3 separate regions of the Lactuca sativa genome follow, and regions 1 and 3 are each linked to region 2. A link is a contact called in public Hi-C data. All regions are on one chromosome and are shown on one strand. Each heading gives the region's core, a stretch centred on a gene start, on an enhancer-like site or on the middle of the called end of the contact. The rest is flanking DNA. Distances are from core to core; before and after follow the strand shown. Region 1 holds the start of LOC111887230 (cyclin-D1-1). Region 2 holds the start of LOC111887240 (zinc finger transcription factor YY1). Region 3 holds the start of LOC111887222.

The links. A called contact is a pair of places that touch in the nucleus more often than the background predicts.
Region 1: a contact with region 2 is called in a Hi-C map of leaf, with 6 times the contacts expected there. The contact joins the promoter of LOC111887230 here to the promoter of LOC111887240 in region 2. A contact is called at or near these places in 2 of 4 Hi-C or Micro-C datasets (bud and leaf).
Region 3: a Hi-C map of seed shows a contact between it and region 2, with 4 times the contacts expected there. The contact joins the promoter of LOC111887222 here to the promoter of LOC111887240 in region 2. A contact is called at or near these places in 2 of 4 Hi-C or Micro-C datasets (leaf and seed).

What each region holds. Positions count from the first base shown.
Region 1 is chr4:11,596,080-11,598,779 of Lsat_Salinas_v11, forward strand. LOC111887230 (cyclin-D1-1) reads right to left here and starts at 1,264. Exons shown (of 6, transcript XM_023883397.3): 1 at 835-1,264; 2 at 287-376. The coding sequence starts at 1,080.
Region 2 is chr4:11,912,345-11,915,044 of Lsat_Salinas_v11, forward strand. LOC111887240 (zinc finger transcription factor YY1) reads right to left here and starts at 1,386. Exons shown (of 6, transcript XM_023883406.3): 1 at 1,063-1,386; 2 at 327-385; 3 at 43-245. The coding sequence starts at 1,148.
Region 3 is chr4:11,538,939-11,541,638 of Lsat_Salinas_v11, forward strand. It overlaps LOC111887222, which reads left to right and starts at 1,262. Exons shown (of 4, transcript XM_023883391.3): 1 at 1,262-1,607; 2 at 2,135-2,215; 3 at 2,512-2,635. The coding sequence starts at 1,309.

The sequences.
Region 1 (2,700 bases), core at 14-2,513, 320 kb before region 2:
ACATGAATCTCATCTGTTGTAAAGTGTGGTTAAATCAATTTTTTAAAGTAGAATATCCGAGAATCTCTCGTAATTAATCACGTAAACTAGTCACTATTCCTTAATGTTAAATTATAAGGCGTCAATATTTACTTTTGAGAGCGTTGTTAAATTATCCTCGTGTTTTCTAGCCAATGATATATTATTATTATTATTATTATTTTATATCATTATGATTAAAAGGAAAAACCGAAAAAGTTTCTGAAATGTTGACGGAGACGATGAACGATGGTTGAGAGAAATTTACCACCGGGAAGCCACGGCAATAGATGAATCGATCCAGGTAGTTCACGGCGAGGTACGCTGTCAACGGCTGAAATCCGTAAAAACGTTGGACCTGTAAAAAGTACACAAAAAAACTCGCTGTAACACCGTAGAGAATATCCGAAAATAATCACACGGTACACATATGGCGGCGCCGATCTCACGTAAAACCACGGATGCGACGGACGGTGGATTTTTTTAGGTAAACGCCTTTCGGCGGATCATGTTAACGCCTCCGGCGCGTGGTTTTAAAATTTACGCCTCCGCTTTTCCAGTAGCAATCATCGATGTATTTTTCAAAAAATGTAAACAGCTGGACATGACTTTTAAATGACAATATCAGGCAAATCGCACTGTAGCGATTTATGTAACTAACTTTTCAATCGTGATTTCTGGCAAGGTTTTCGTGTTTTTCATGATACCGAATCCGATAACTTGAAAATCATTCAAATCAAGCACTTAATACGTAGGTGAATGAAGAGAATGAAGATCGGAATCAAGGTTTTCAATATGTACATATATGTATATTACCTTGAGGATCCATGCAACAGATTCTTCTCTAGCAGATGCATCGAGAACTTGAGATTGAAATCTCTCGACGTAATCGATTCCTGGAACGAACTTTCTCTCCTGCTCTATAAACTCCGCGATTGAATCGTCGAAATCGGCACAATACTCGAAATCATAAGAGCACTCCGGTTGATCCTCGCCTGATAATATTCCAGAGTCCTCACCGCAGAGTAAATCGGAGAAGCAGTCAGAGCACGATAATGACATGATGATCGATATTGGTTGCTCATGCTGTTCTGAACATGTTTCCTAAAGAAACGATCGGTTTTCCGGCAGGTTGAGCTTAAAGACGGCCGGATAGTGGTGGCCGGAGAAGACGACTTGATATATCTAGTATGTCAAATAGGAGTGGTTGTGTGAAAGATCTCTCTATTCAAACGCTTCATCTGACTTCCCTACTTATATATCGGGACTCTATACATTGTTTCTGTATAAAGCTACTTATTTTTGTGTGTATTTGTATAATTATTTTTATCTTATATCTACAACAATAAAATATAAATATTGTTTATGTTTAATCGTTTTCAACTAAATAAATACTTTAAACAATATTATATGGTCGTTGATCATATTAGTTACAAGATAGAATTCACATTCATTTTGGTTATTAAAATTACTTTATATATATATATATATATATATATATATATATATATATATATATATATATATATATATATATATATATATATATATATATATATATATATATACTAATAAAAGAGTAATTGTTTTGTCATGTATCATCATATTAAACCTCTTAATTAACGTGTTGTCACTTGTCAATCTATTATTTCTCCATTTTAAATGTATTAGACATCCTCATTAATGTGATGTTATTTGTCAATATATTTATTCTCTATTTTAAATTTAAATTTAAATTTTCAATTTTATATTATTGTTTTCATTAATTCACAAATAAAAAATGTCTAATATATATTAAAAATTAATTTTACACATTTATTTAAATCATCGATTATAATTTCATATAACTAATAAAAATATCTCTTAATTAATAATTTATTTAAAATAATTGATTAATAATTTTAAATTTTTACTATAAAAATTTAAATTAATTTTATAACCGTGTTTCCACGGGTTATAAACTAGTATATATATATATATATATATATATATATATATATATATATATATATATATATCCCTATTCTAATAAAAGAATAGTTTTAATCTTCTTTTGACATGTGTCATCTTATTAGCCATTTTAATTAATGCATATTTTATTCTACTTTTGACATGTGTCACCCTATTAAGCTTCATAATTAATGCATGCCACTTATCAACTTATTAATTCTTAATTTTAAAATTTAAAATTTAAATTTCTCACTCCAATTACATTAAATTAATAACATTAAAATAAAATTAAAATAAAATTAATACAAATTATAAGGTGATATAATTTCACATATTTATTTAAATTAACGATTATAATTTTATATAACTAAAAAATATCTCTTAATTAATAATTTATTTACAATAATTGATTAATAATTTTGAGTTGTCACTATAAAAGTTTAATTAATTTTGTAACCGTGGTCCTCACGGGTTATAAACTAGTATATATATATATATACTTTTTAGACGCCCTATAAACACTTTTATTAAAAGTCAACTTATAGTAAATTATTTATAATTGACTTCTTCAAAAAACTATGCAAATTCAACCAATAAAAAAACCTTAAAAATCAAATAGGGTGTCTAAATAGAAAAATTATGGTGTTTTTTTAGCCAACCTCATATATATATATATATATATATATATATATATATATATATATATATATATATATAAAGCGATTATATAGC
Region 2 (2,700 bases), core at 136-2,635:
TCCATGGCGCATTAATAAAAAAGATAATAGTAAAAGATTTACCTTTCCACAATTCTCATAATGGCAAATATATTGTCTCTCTCCATGAATGTGGGAATGCTTCCTTAAAGCTCCAGCATCAATGAAAGTTTTTCCACAGCCTTCATAACTGCAAAGAAAAAGAACTTCAGTTGTTGGTTCAGGTTCAGGTTCTACAGCCTCCATCTCTTTTGACTTTTCTTCATTCATGGCGTTTAATTGAGACTCTACAAATATGAGAATTCTAATATTAAATAGATTTAATGATGTTAGAATGAAAGATTTAACATAAAGATGTAATTACTAACCTGTGACCCATTTCATAACAAAGCATTTGCCACCTGTTGACACGACATCTTGTGGTACCCTAGATAAATAATGATCAGATTAGTACCAGTGTTATGAATCTTGAAGTTGTCATAATCATTTTTTGATGGTGTTGAGTGTTAAGAAAATTTTCACTGTTTAGTGTCAAACTGATTACGATAAATAATCAGGTAAGTGAATTAGTGAAATACTGAAAGTAGAAGTAGGTCTTTAGATGATGAAAAGGGGGAGTTGTTTTAGTGAAAAAAAAAAAAATAAGGCATCAGGAGATGTAAAGGGTAAGCGCTCGTTGTTGTTGGGAGATGACTACGGCATTTAAACAAACAGGTGGAGTGCAATGGATAAACCCTAATACCCTAGAAAATTTGATGGCCATCAACCACAAAAATTAATCACAAAATATCCGCATTATTCATAATGGCAAGCTCGAAGCTGAATCATAACTTGGTTCTACCGATCTTGGTAGTTGTAAGCACAAATTCATCTTTACCAAGAAAATAAAAATGGGGCAATGCTGTAAATGCTGTAATTACTTCAAACCCATATAAAGGATCAAGTATATCTCTCGTATCGACATGAATGAAGCTGTCTCAGTTTTACCCCTTTCGATTTCCACCAACACTGATCAATTAGGTCTTGCGAATCAATCACATTCACATAATCATACACTACATAAGATAATTAAAGGACAGAAGGAGAGGCTTTTTTATTACTTACCATTCTTTGAACCACTTAACAGTGGGAGTTTTAGACTTGATGAAATTCCGCCGTTCGAAGGGGTTGTGATATGAGTGATGATCCATTAATGCAGTCGTCTTGATGGGGTCTTGTTCTGCTAATTGAGCTGAACCCAATGGTTTGATTACATAGAAATTAGGGTTTCGAGCACATAGGTTGTTCTCGAATTTGGATGGGAAATTAGAAATGAGTCGGCGATTGAACGAAGTCGTGAAAACACTGACAGTGGCAGGGAATTCTGGACTCCGGCGAGCAGCAAGAAAACATTGCGAAAAAGGGGAAACCGTTTCTGACACGTCTAATGGAATTTTTATTTTTATTTTTATGTTTGTTTAATTTAATAAAACTAAAATGTTTTTACAAGAGAAAATTCATAAAGTTCACTACTAAAATTACTATAGTTTGATTTTTCTTTTCGATTTAAGCACTAAAATCACTATGCGTTGATTTTTTTTATTTAACCATTAAAATAACTATTGAAAATTTGTTTTAATTTTGATTTAATCATTGAAAGTTTATTTTTTCCCATAGTAACCGTTGTAAGTTTTTTTTTTTTGGTATTAAATAGCAAACACCACTCGGAACAATAATTTTTTGGTTGAGATCAGTGGCGGCCCTAGGGTGGTGCCGGCGGTACGCCGGGCCTCCGATTTTAGAGGGTCTTCGATTTTTGGGATAATTTATAGTTATAGTATTGGTATTTTTGTAAAATCTATTTTTATGTTTTATTAATAAATAAAATTAGCCCGGTAAAATTTGGTTCCAATTTTAGATGCATTTTAATTATTAATAAAATCAACAAAAATCAAAATCTAATCATAAATTTAAAACTCATCAACAATTTAAGGAAAATATCTATATCCAAAAAAATGCAAATCTGTTTTCTTTATAAATTTTAGACAGCATTTTTATATTTTATAAACTCACCAAAAAGTAAGAAAAAATCTCATAGATGAAAGTTTCATAGATGGATTTTCTTTTAAAAATGTTAAAAGGTCGATATCTAGAAAATAGTAATATGCATTATTCTTTTTTTTTTTAAATTGTTTATAACAGTTTTACAGTTTTATTTGATTACCAATTAGTGAAGACATTATTTTGTGGTAGTGAATTTATGAGATGTTTTTTAGCAACTTTATGTTTTGAATTAATGGTAACAAATGTAGTTAATAATATTTACAAGAAATTTTTTATGGCGCCTCACTTTAGTTTTTGCACAAGGTCTCCGAAATATCAGGGCCGGGCCAGATTGAGATGAATAATAAAATAGACTCTTAGTGGTTCTCATGAATAATAAAACAAACTCTTAGTAGTTAAATTGAAAATATATATATATATATATATATATATATATATATATATATATATATATATATATATATATATATATATATATATATATATATTTTGATGTATCAACCGAAAAAAAAAAAATCAAACTATAATGGAGGTTTTTATAGAATTATCCATTTATTCCAATTCTAATTATTATGATTTTGTATTGAGGGATTTTAAATACACCCGGAATAGAAGTCAAAACTACTTGTTGAAAACTATTAATGGTAAGTTAACTAAAAAAATATTAAATGGTCCTTGTGTTTTGGTTTTATTTTCAAT
Region 3 (2,700 bases), core at 12-2,511, 370 kb before region 2:
TGCATTTTGTAGTTGTGCAAGTGATCTCAAACATCAAAACCAAATTTTGTTATATTATTAATCAATTTACTTGGTGTGAAGATTTTTAGGGAAGATAGAACGTCAAATTAGCGTATTCATTCTACATCAAATTATGAATTCCTTCGAGATGTTTAATTCTAAGTGATGGACTCGCCAACCTTGTTTCGCCTATTGAACTGGCGTCTGTGATTAAAGTCGATAGAGTGCAAGTGATCTCGATAGGTAGCCAGCTGATTGCAACATAGTAAGACTTGACCAAACAATTGTTCAAACGAACTCGACTCTCGAGTATGTAGCACATCATGGTGGTACATAATGAAGAATACACATAAATACATAATCAAATAGATTGTTAATTCCGATCTCAAAATTGAAGATTTGATGTGGTGAGAGATTGCCTTGCAAAGAAAGTTATCAAACCATGTAAATCACCGGTTTGTGTGGTGTTTTTTAAAAAAAAAAAAATATTTATCGTCGTGTATATGATTATTGGCAAAAAGAACAATATACAAATAGTATTTAGTACAATTGACGTTGCAAAAAGATTTTCAATAGTTAGAAAACCATATGGTTAATTTTAATGACATGGTATGTCATGTGTAAAAACAAATAGAAAGACCAAAAAACCATAATTTTTGGTGGTTTTACTAGCATTATAATATATCTTAACTAGAAAATTTTAGGTTGCTATCTTTGATAGATTGGATGCTACATATAGCTAGTTATTTTCATCAATATATAAAACAATGGAAAATCCATCAAATCTTTGTTACGTGTATTTAACCCCTCTAACAATGGTAATAATGTAAGGGTAGTGGGTATTGATGTGACAAAGGAAGATAGTTGTTGATCCGACGCTCCTGGTATCGGAGGGAACACCACCACCCTCCTGCTAAGTGTATCACACAAAGAAAGTTGAAGCAATCCTCCCGGAAAGTGGGAACAAAGAAGAGGAAAGAAAGCAAGTTGCTGATGTGGTGCTTCCGAAATGCAAGATTAGAACCTGACCCTTTCAGCATGGTGGCTCGGGAGGGAGGCACGACATTGATACATACCATCCATCCTAAGAATTGTTTTTTTTTTCAGCATTGCGATCATATAATATTAAAATCCAGTTTGACAAAAAAATTACTTTCGTAACAAAATTTAAAAAGTAGGAAAAGAGTGAAAACAAAAAGTAGTTTAGGGACCATTCTGCAAAATTATATTTGTAAAGTCTGAAATCAAAAAAGCAAACGGAAAAAGGAAAACCTCAGTTTGCAATTTTCACTTTTCAAGGCGAGAGAGATGGCGATGGATGGGAGCAGCGGAGGTGAAGAATTCGCAGTTGGATGCTTGCTATCGATAAAAACTACTTTTGGAGACGAATTTGAAGGTCAAGTCATAACCTACGATCGCCCTTCTAACATTGTCGTCCTCCAAGAAGGTTTGAAATCGAACCCACAATCACGCCGCAACATTAGGTTACTCAAAGCCAACTACATCAAAGAGTTTTCCTTTTTGGGTCAATCTGATGATCCACTTGATCTCAAGAAATGCTATCTCGATCTCAATTCACTCCAATCTAAAGAAGATGCCGCCGTTAGGTTAGTAAATCGATTTGTCTATGGAATCCCCCGCCATGTGTTTGTAAAATTGTCTCAATGAATTTACCATTCTTCTTTAAAGCCAAAAGATGATACAGAGTTACTTGCAGATTTTACTCGACTATAACAACACTATTAACAGTTTTTATTTTGCTTTAATTAACAAATTCAAATCGATCTTCTTCAAGTATAAATTTAACTACTTTGACATTCAAAATCGAACTCCTTGTTGCTCTTTCTATGGCGGTGGGTTTAAAAAATCTTTCTTTCCGCAAGTGCTTTCCATATTTTTGTGAAATTATTCAAACGAACATGTTAAGAAATCGAGATGGATCGTTTTGTTGGAGTGCCTGCCATGTGTTTTCAAAATCAAATTTCTTTCAATAAGCTTTGGTGGAACATTGAGATGGTGTTTCATTTGAATCATAAGTATTACCTTTTTAAATGCCTACCAATTGTTTGTGAGAATGCTTGAATTACTTGTATTAGCGAGTTGAGATTGATGTATTTTGATTGGATTCTTACAGACAAGCAGAGATAGATGTTGAGAGAATCGGGGTTGGTGTTACTGCAGAGGCTCAGAGCATTTTTGATGCTTTGTCTAAAACGTATGCATCTCTTTTTTCTCATCCCTTTGCTACTCCTTACTTTAATATGTATCTTTGATCCCTATATATTTATTCTATATATCTCCTTTCTTACCTATTCAATTTGTATTTCTAATCATAGTTTAGACCTTAGAAAAGCATGCTGTGATATAGTATTTGATCTTTAATGCTCTTAATACATACTAAAAAAAATTACAAAGTGAAAAGCATGCAATGAGCCTCTTCTTTCTGTATAACTTTTTAAAATTTTAATTGGCATAATACAAATTTATTATTTGTTATTTGGTAAAAAAAAGGCTGCCTGTTCGGTGGGACAAGAGCGTGATAGTGGTGATGAACGAGGTGCGTGTTAGCAGTCCATATCTTGCTGAATCTGTTACAGGAGGAACTCCTGCTGCCAATGAGCGAGTCAGGAAAGTGGTAAGAAAGTTACTAATTATTATTTTTATTAATTAATTTCCAACATAAATCAAATAATAATTAGT